2 separate regions of the Triticum aestivum genome follow, and region 1 is linked to region 2. Evidence: chromatin contacts called from public HiCAR-type data. All regions are on one chromosome and are shown on one strand. The core of a region is the stretch at or near the end of the contact, and the rest is flanking DNA. Distances in the headings are between cores, read along the strand shown. Region 1 holds the start of LOC123053739 (transcription factor bHLH153). Region 2 holds the start of LOC123053738.

Region 1 (3,996 bases), core at 364-2,863, 200 kb after region 2:
TCAAGATAAATTTAATTCAGTTGTTAGGAAAAACATTTTGGCTTGAATATTACTTGGGACTTACTAAGGATAGCCTTATGCCTAAATAATATTTCAAAATGATTTGGTTTCAACCAAAGGCTGGCTAGATTTCTACTAGTTGCATTAGGCTTTTAACCCTTCTTAAGTAGACAATCAAACAACAGTCATGCAAATCAAGGTCAATCACAAGCAATCCTAGGCATTCTTGGGTCTTTACTAGAATTTTTTTAATTCCCTATGAAATTTTTAACATACCAGATTTGGGAAAAATCTAGGGTTTGACAATATACTCTTTCCCTCTCAGGAACATAAACTTTTGTTTGAAGTCAAACACTGCACAGTATGATCAAGTTTATAGGAAAAATCATCAACAATTACGAAAACTACATATAACTAAGATATTACGGAAATATATTCTGTTCACTGCCCAACAATATTAATTTGATATCGTAGTTCTTGATAGTCTTTCTTAGAAACGACTTTGGGTCGTTTGACTCAAGACAAAATTGACATGCCTTCTTTCTAGGGGAGTGAGTATAAAAGTTGAAATAAACCAGGGAAACCAGGCAAATATTCGAAGATAGAAGAGAAAAAGTAAGAATACACGTGACCCTCTTTACTTTCCGGAACCATTCCAAATTGCTAAATGCGGCAATACGCGTAGGCGCCGTAGCTTTTGCCAAGAGCGGCACGCAACGCCTGCTAGCCACCGCACGTCTACACACCTATGCCATACATACGTATTTTTCTTGTCGACGGAAGACACCACCAGGCTGTATACACATCGCTGTACTGCGTCGCATACCCCAGCCCGGCGGTATTCTACCATACACCAGACGTGGACAAGTCGCCGGTCGACGATCCCGCCCGCGGTGCATGCAGAAAGAAAAACACACCTGGTGGCTGGCGATCGCCGTCCCTTTCGGCGCATGCAGCCCCGCACAAATGTCACCCGCACGGCGCCCCCACGCCCGCGCCACGCCGCACGTCCTCCCGCTGCGGCCTGCGCGGCGCGGCACGGCACCGCACCGCAAAGCGAGCGAGAGAGCGAGCAGACGGGCCCGTTTGTCCCCGTCCCTCTCCGTGGGCTGGGCATATGGCGTCACCCCCTGAGCCCTGTCCTCTCCTGCTGCGCCCCTCTCCCCCGGTCACGCCTTTGGCCCCATATCCTCTCCCTCTCCCTCTCTCCTCTGGATATTAGCTGTCATGGAAAGTGAGGCGAACGGACAAACCGCTACACGCACGCAGACACGCCATCCTCGGGCGACCCAGCAGTTCCACGTCACCTTTTCTGCGGCCTTTTCGCTTTGCTTGGTGCGGTCTGGGACGTGCGCCGGAGGATTTCGTGGGAGAATCCATTTCATTTCCACAACGCCCGTCCGTCGTCACGCTCGGTCGGACAGATAGCGCGCCGCTGTTCTGATAAAGCATCAGTTTCCTTCCTTGTCTTAGAAAAAGAGATATCTATCTACTCTCAAAAGAAAAAAGAAAAGAGAAATCTATCTATCTATCCATCTGCAGCGTACGCGGCCGCTGCCGCTGGCCACCACCCGCTCCCTGCCCGCGTCTCTCTTCTTCTGTGTATATAAATGCTCAGGGCCTCCCTGATTCCCAAATGTCCCAGGCCGGCCCCTCTCTCCCCACTCCTTCCTTAAACCCCCCATAAGCCTTGTTCCTTTCCCTTCTCTCTAGCTACTCTTGCAGCCTCGCTCCTCTTCTCCAGCAGGCCTCTCCGGCTCCAAACACGAACGGTGAGGAGGCGCCGGAGCAAGCTGCCGTCGCGGCGCGCCACTGCCGGTGGAGTCGAGTCTCGAAGCCGGAGTAGTGGAGATAGAGCTTCTGCCCCCTCTCGGCGGCGTTGATCCTCTGCAGGTAAGACCCCGGCCTCTCTTTTAATCCAAAGAACCTCGCGAAGCATGATGCAGTGATTAGTTAGCTAGCTTGCTAGGTTCTTCTCGGTCTGTTAATTACTTCTCTCCAGTATCAGTGTCTGTTAACTATCGATCGCTAGCTAGCTGATGCAGCTAACCACACGGAGGCCACTTTTTCTTGCTTGCTTGACTTGACCATGGCGCCGGCTTGAGACTTTAAAGCGTAGCTGCCACACCAGCCATGGCGGTCTTCTTACCGTCCGTTCTTTGAGAGAGAGAGGGAGGGAGGAGACGGAGGAGCAGGCGGTGGCGTGTGTATGGCGCGAGCCACAGACGCGTACACGTACGTACGTGTCAGCAGGCGCAGCGGGAGCGGGCGAGGCTCTCTCTACAGCTGGGTCCCGGGTGGACATCTAGCTACGTCGGCGACCGGATTAATTAGACGTGACCCGACCCCGACCAGACCCGCGCTTAATTAAGCGCCGGGGTGGTTGATTAGGCGCCGGATATGTATGTATGCATACGAACATAAACAAACGCCCCGGCCCGTGATTGCGTCGCGACGAGGCAAGTACGCAGGAGCATTCATTACGGCTGGTAGACCAGTGACAAAATGTACTCTCATTACAAACAAACAGTAATAGTTTCGACCAAAGAAATAAAAAAGGTAACAGTGAGTGGAGTACTACGTCTACGGTACTAGCATGGCATGGAGACATGAGGGAAAGCCCTACCGCTCGAGCGCATGCATGCGTTGCTAGTTGACAAATTCGTCAATCATCTTTTCTGTTACCAGCATCGCATCATCGACGGGACAAAGCGTCTTGTCCTTTCTTCTTTCCCAGCTTCCTTCCTTCCACACTTCACCCACCTGCCACCCCCTTTTTCTCCTCTCGTCTCATCTCATCTCATCTCTCTCAGGTAAACCAAAGAAAAAGTGTACGAAGCCATGCATCCATACAAAAGCCCATAACATCTTTACAGCAAAAAGTGAAACCAAAGCTAGCAACGCCACTGATATGATAGAAATCAAAGTAATTTCCCTAGTGTAAACAGTAGGAGCACACTATACTACTACTAGAGTTGCCTTACTGCTTTCCAAATGGAATGATCAGGGCAGGTGGGCTAACTTTGATAGGGTCCAAATAAGCCCATTGCTCCTGTACCTAGTCAATGGGCCTGTAGCCCGATGGAATCCCCGGAATGGTTCACAAATGGAAGAGAGCCGCGGGTACAGCAATGCCACTGCATGCTGGCCACCCTGAACCAAATATATTAGCTGGCGCCTTGTTGTCTTCCTTCCTTCCTCCCCAACCGAAGGATGGGGCCCCTTAACTGGCCGGGACGTGATGACGAAGTGTACTCCTATGCTATGCTACCCACCTATGTGGTACTCATGCTGGTTGATCATCACAAGCCAGAGGCTACTACACACGCAAGGACATCGATCACGTTTGTTTGATTGTTTCTACTGTCGGATCGATCGATGGAGATTGATCATTAAGTTCGTTGCCTACCGCATTTGTACAAATATTGTGCTGTAAAGTGTATACCCTCCTAGTATGATCGTACAAACGTTTTACATTGTTATTTTTGCTGCCTATGCTACCCCCTTTTTCGGGTTTGTAAGGCATGCATTTATTTCTTTTTTCAAAAATGATCATTAATCTGGCAATCAATGTCACTCAAATTACAATTTTGAATCTGAATTTAATGATATGATTTTGTGGCACACATACAACTGATATTTTATTAATCAAATTAATGTTCTATTTTTTAATAATATGTGTGGATCTTACAAGCTCCAATGGATGGAGTAGTTACAATGAAATAAATCAAGAAAGTATAGGTAAAGTGCAGCGATTCGGTGCCCATGTGCAAACAGTAATCATTTAAAATAGTAACCCAAGATACTCGAATGCATGATGTGCGTGCAAAAATCCGTGATGTTCGAACATTCGAGGTGGTCGTGGGAAAAAAATGTGTGAAAAAACTTAAAAAATATACACTATTTGGGCCCGATATTTTTTCTATAGCTCCTCAAATGTCCAAACACCACGAAATTTTGACGGTCTTTACGCGCTCTTTACGCACCAACGCATCT
Region 2 (3,977 bases), core at 1,342-3,841:
GTGAACTTTTTCAAAATCCATAAACAATTTTGAATTCATTACATTTTTGTTTTTTGGTGATTTTTTGTATCTTTTTCAAAAGTGAACAATTGATCGGTCAGACTGGTTAACCGCTAACGGTCAAATGCAATGGAGTGATCAGGGAAAAACAGGTCAAATGCAATCAAGCGATCGCCTTCTACATGGGCCGACCCATGAGGGTGGGTGTGAGCACAAGCAGCGCCAATTAGGAGCTCCCCTAACATCTGGCGTCAAATAGGAGTTTTCTCTTTTTTTTGACGCCGATGACGCCCACACGGTGGGCGTTAAGGGGTTTGTCCACATGTTTTGTGTGGTGTCTAAGAGGATCAGCCCACACGCCTACGTGTGGGCAAAACAAGTAATGCCCACACGTATCTTTTTTTTCTCGCGGTCCCTCTCACACGCCTATGTGTGGGCAATATAGATAACGCCCACACGCCCGTACGTCAGGCCTCCTACCTCATGGCCCCGCACGCCCCGCGTGACAGTCACCACACGCCCCGCATTTGCCATGGTCCGGACCCTCTTCCATGTCGTTTAACTGCAGTTGCCATGTCGCTGAACTACAGTTGCCATGTCGGACAACTACAGTTGCCATGATTGCTCAACTGCAGTTGCCATCTCAGGTCAAGTGCCAGATGTTATTTTTGGACAACTACAGCTGTTGCCATGTATGATCTGGTTTACTATAGTCGCCATGATTTGAAAACTTTAGGGGTTGCCACCTACTAACACTAGGCAGTTGACATGTATGGTCTGGTTTACTACGGTTGCCATGTTTTGAAAACTTTAGGAGTTGCCACCTACTAACACTAGGCAGTTGCCGTGTAGCGCTACAAAGAGACATGGCAAAATAATATGTTCGGGTAAAGAAAGAGTTGACATCTGCTTACAAGCACACTAGGGCAGTTGCCATGTACCCTGCAAAACACATGGCACCTGACATGTTCGGGTAAAAGAGAGAGTTGCCATCTGCTTACAAGCACACTAGGGCAGTTGCCATGTGCCCTGCAAAACACATGGCAACTGACAGCTTTGGGTGTGGGAGAGGAGACGGGCGTGTGGGCAAACTGATAAATGCCCACACACCAGCCCCTGTGCGTGAGTGAAAACTGACGTGTGGACGAACTGCTAAATGCCCACACATCGGTCCCTCCGTGTGGTGAAAACGGGCGTGTGGGCGACCGGATGAATGCCCACACACCAGCCCAGTCCTACATGGCACCACAAACATGCCAAAATTCGTGCAACCACAAACGGACATGGATCCACGCGTGTGGGCGAGATGCAAACGCCCACACATGTGGGCGTTTGTATTTCCGTTTTTTTCGTAGATTGGTTTATTCCAAACATTTGATCTCTTAAAAAGTGAGCCCAAATCACGAACTGTTTTCACCGTTGGAATTCTCGCGCCGAGATTTTCGAAACTAAATCCCATATTAATAGGTTCCGACGAACTTTTTTCATGAAAAAACCAAAAAACGAGTCGGAAGTACGATCCCTCCCCTTTTTCCCTTTTCGAGAGGCACAATTATAGTAGAAGCAAATTTGTGCCTCTCGCGGAAGAAAAATAATAATTTTTTCCTTTCCATGAAGCACATCTGTGCCTCTTGCGGAAGCAAACCTGTGCCTTCACGAGAAGCAAATATATGCCTCTCACGGAAGAAAAAGTACGCGTTTTTCCTTTCTCGAGAGGCACAACTGTGCCTCTTGTGGAAGCAAATCTGTGCCTCCACGAGAAGCAAATCTATGCCTCTAGCGAAAAAAACATATTTTTTTGTCGTTTCAAGAGGCACAACTTTGCCTCCGGCGGAAGCAAATTTATGCCTCCATGGGAAGCAAATTTGTGCCTCTCGTGAAAAAAAAGCGCATTTTTCCGTGCATTTTTTTTATTTTTTGTCCAAAACCTAAGGAAGACCGGGCGAAAACTAAAAAGCCAACCTCCCTACCCCCAAAAAACCCAGCTAAAACCCGAAAACGCGTACAAAAATAAATAGAAAAATAAAATCTTGAGGAAGCGCCCAACACGCGACATATGGCGACGGCTGACGCACTCTTAGCCCACCAAAAAAGACCATTGAGGGGCTTCCTCAAGGGTACCCCTTATTTAGTGTCTGCCATCTGCTAAGTTTATGGGAGATAGGGTCCCATGCTACTATTATACATGAATATTAGAACGTAAAGCTAGTTTTCAGTTTTGTAGTTTCATTCATAAACGCAGAAACTTCAATTTCAAGGCCGATAATCTCGTCAAATTTGTTTGTAATCTTGTTATAGTTAGACATGTGTGGTTGGGCAATCCTTATGACCCAACTGTTGTAATTGTGGACATTACTTTGAATCAATAAAGGCTGAAAAGGCTGACGAGATTTCTCAAAAAAAAATCTGCCGAGTTTAAAACAAACTTTAAAAAATCTGTCGTTTTTAAGTTTTTTTTGAGCCGTTCTTTTTTATGTTTAAAACAGACTTTCAAGAAGCACCATGATATATTTTGGTCTGTTGGCGTGAAGTAGGCCCAGAACTAACAAACCAGCCCAAAAGGGCTACAGTGTACACTGTACAGTACGGTTGTACGAAAAGGTCCCCTCTGTAGCGGAAACAGGACGACGCAATCCAATCCTTCCTCTCCCCACTCCGCCTCCTTCCGCCGTCCCCGCTCTCCGCCCACCGGAGAGCTCGCCGCGGCGCGGCGCGGCGGAGCCGAGCTCTACTCCTCTTCCCGTGCCTTTCTTTCCGCTCCCTCCTGAGTCCTCCCTCTGAATCTCTCCTATAGCCTATACCACAGGCTACAGCTGACGCCTCGATCCCGCCCCCGCCCCCACACGACCGGCCGTCACCGTTCTTCCTCGCCGGGACGTCGCGTTCCTGCTGTATCCACCCCGTCCGCGGTCTTTGGCCATTGGGTTTTGAGGTATGAGGTATTACCCTCCACTCCAGCAATTAGATTAATCCCACTGACCTTCACAATTAAGGGGTGTCCTGGTGCGCACCCGGCACACCATCTAGATCTGCCCCCTGGCTGTCGACCTATGAGCTGTACGTAGTACCGGTTTTGCTTTGCCCGTGGCATGATTTTCTGCTTGTTGGGTAGTACGAGTACATTTTAATTTTACTAAAGAGTATCGGGAATACAAGGGTAGAATGCTGCACTTCAGCCTGCATTGGTGTTCAAGTGTGATCTCATAACGGTTGGCTGTTGTGTTTGCTTTACTTAGCTTTTGGGGTAGTTTTGTGTCAGGCTTGGAATTCCTAAGTACTCCCTCAGTTCACAAATATAAGATGTTCTAACTTTTTTCTGAATCGGATGTATATAGACAAGTTTTATGTGTTTGTTCATTCATTTCAGTCCGTATGTTAGTTCATATTGAAATATCGAAAACATCTTATATTTGTGAACAGAGGAAGTAGTTGATTTCAGGTGGGGCTCATAGGTTTCACCTGATCTCCATCATAATCCTCTCTGAACATCAGGAATTTTGCTTTACCTGGAAATTCTTTTTTCTTCTGCCCAAAATCCCTTCACACGGACTCGGTTTTTGTTTGGGAAGTTGTTGACAACAAACATGCTTAGTTTAGTTCGTAGCAGTAGGGGATTGCACTGGCCTATTCGTTCTATGCAAAAGGTAGAAATTTCATTGTTTTGAAGTAGATTAGTTCAATCGATACTTGATACTGTTGTGGATATTTGACATTCTTCCTCCTAATTCAGTATGTAAGCATTCCTATTTTTAACCTCTATTTGGCTCTGGTTAATTCTAGAATTCAAGAAGTTGGAAACATGAGCTACTGCCAAGCTACAACGTACAAGCCTCTTGGTGGGCTCACTTTGGACAGACCATTAGGTCTTGGGAGAACTTGCAAAATACTTCCTCAACATTCTGTATGGCAACATTTTTCTAGATCTTGCAAGCTGCAAGAGAAAGTATATCCAAGGCTTGTTGTTGCTGCTTGCCATA

The links. HiCAR-type assays count read pairs that join an accessible place to other places.
Region 1: a HiCAR-type map of leaf shows a contact between it and region 2, with 7 times the contacts expected there. The contact joins the promoter of LOC123053739 here to the promoter of LOC123053738 in region 2. A contact is called at or near these places in 5 of 5 Hi-C or Micro-C datasets (leaf, root and an unstated tissue) and 1 of 1 datasets of contacts at active chromatin or transcription factors (leaf).

The regions. Positions count from the first base shown.
Region 1 is chr2D:447,719,304-447,723,299 of IWGSC CS RefSeq v2.1, forward strand. It overlaps LOC123053739 (transcription factor bHLH153), which reads left to right and starts at 1,614. Exons shown (of 5, transcript XM_044477274.1): 1 at 1,614-1,893.
Region 2 is chr2D:447,521,158-447,525,134 of IWGSC CS RefSeq v2.1, forward strand. LOC123053738 reads left to right here and starts at 2,592. Exons shown (of 4, transcript XM_044477272.1): 1 at 2,592-2,939; 2 at 3,781-3,977. The coding sequence starts at 2,935.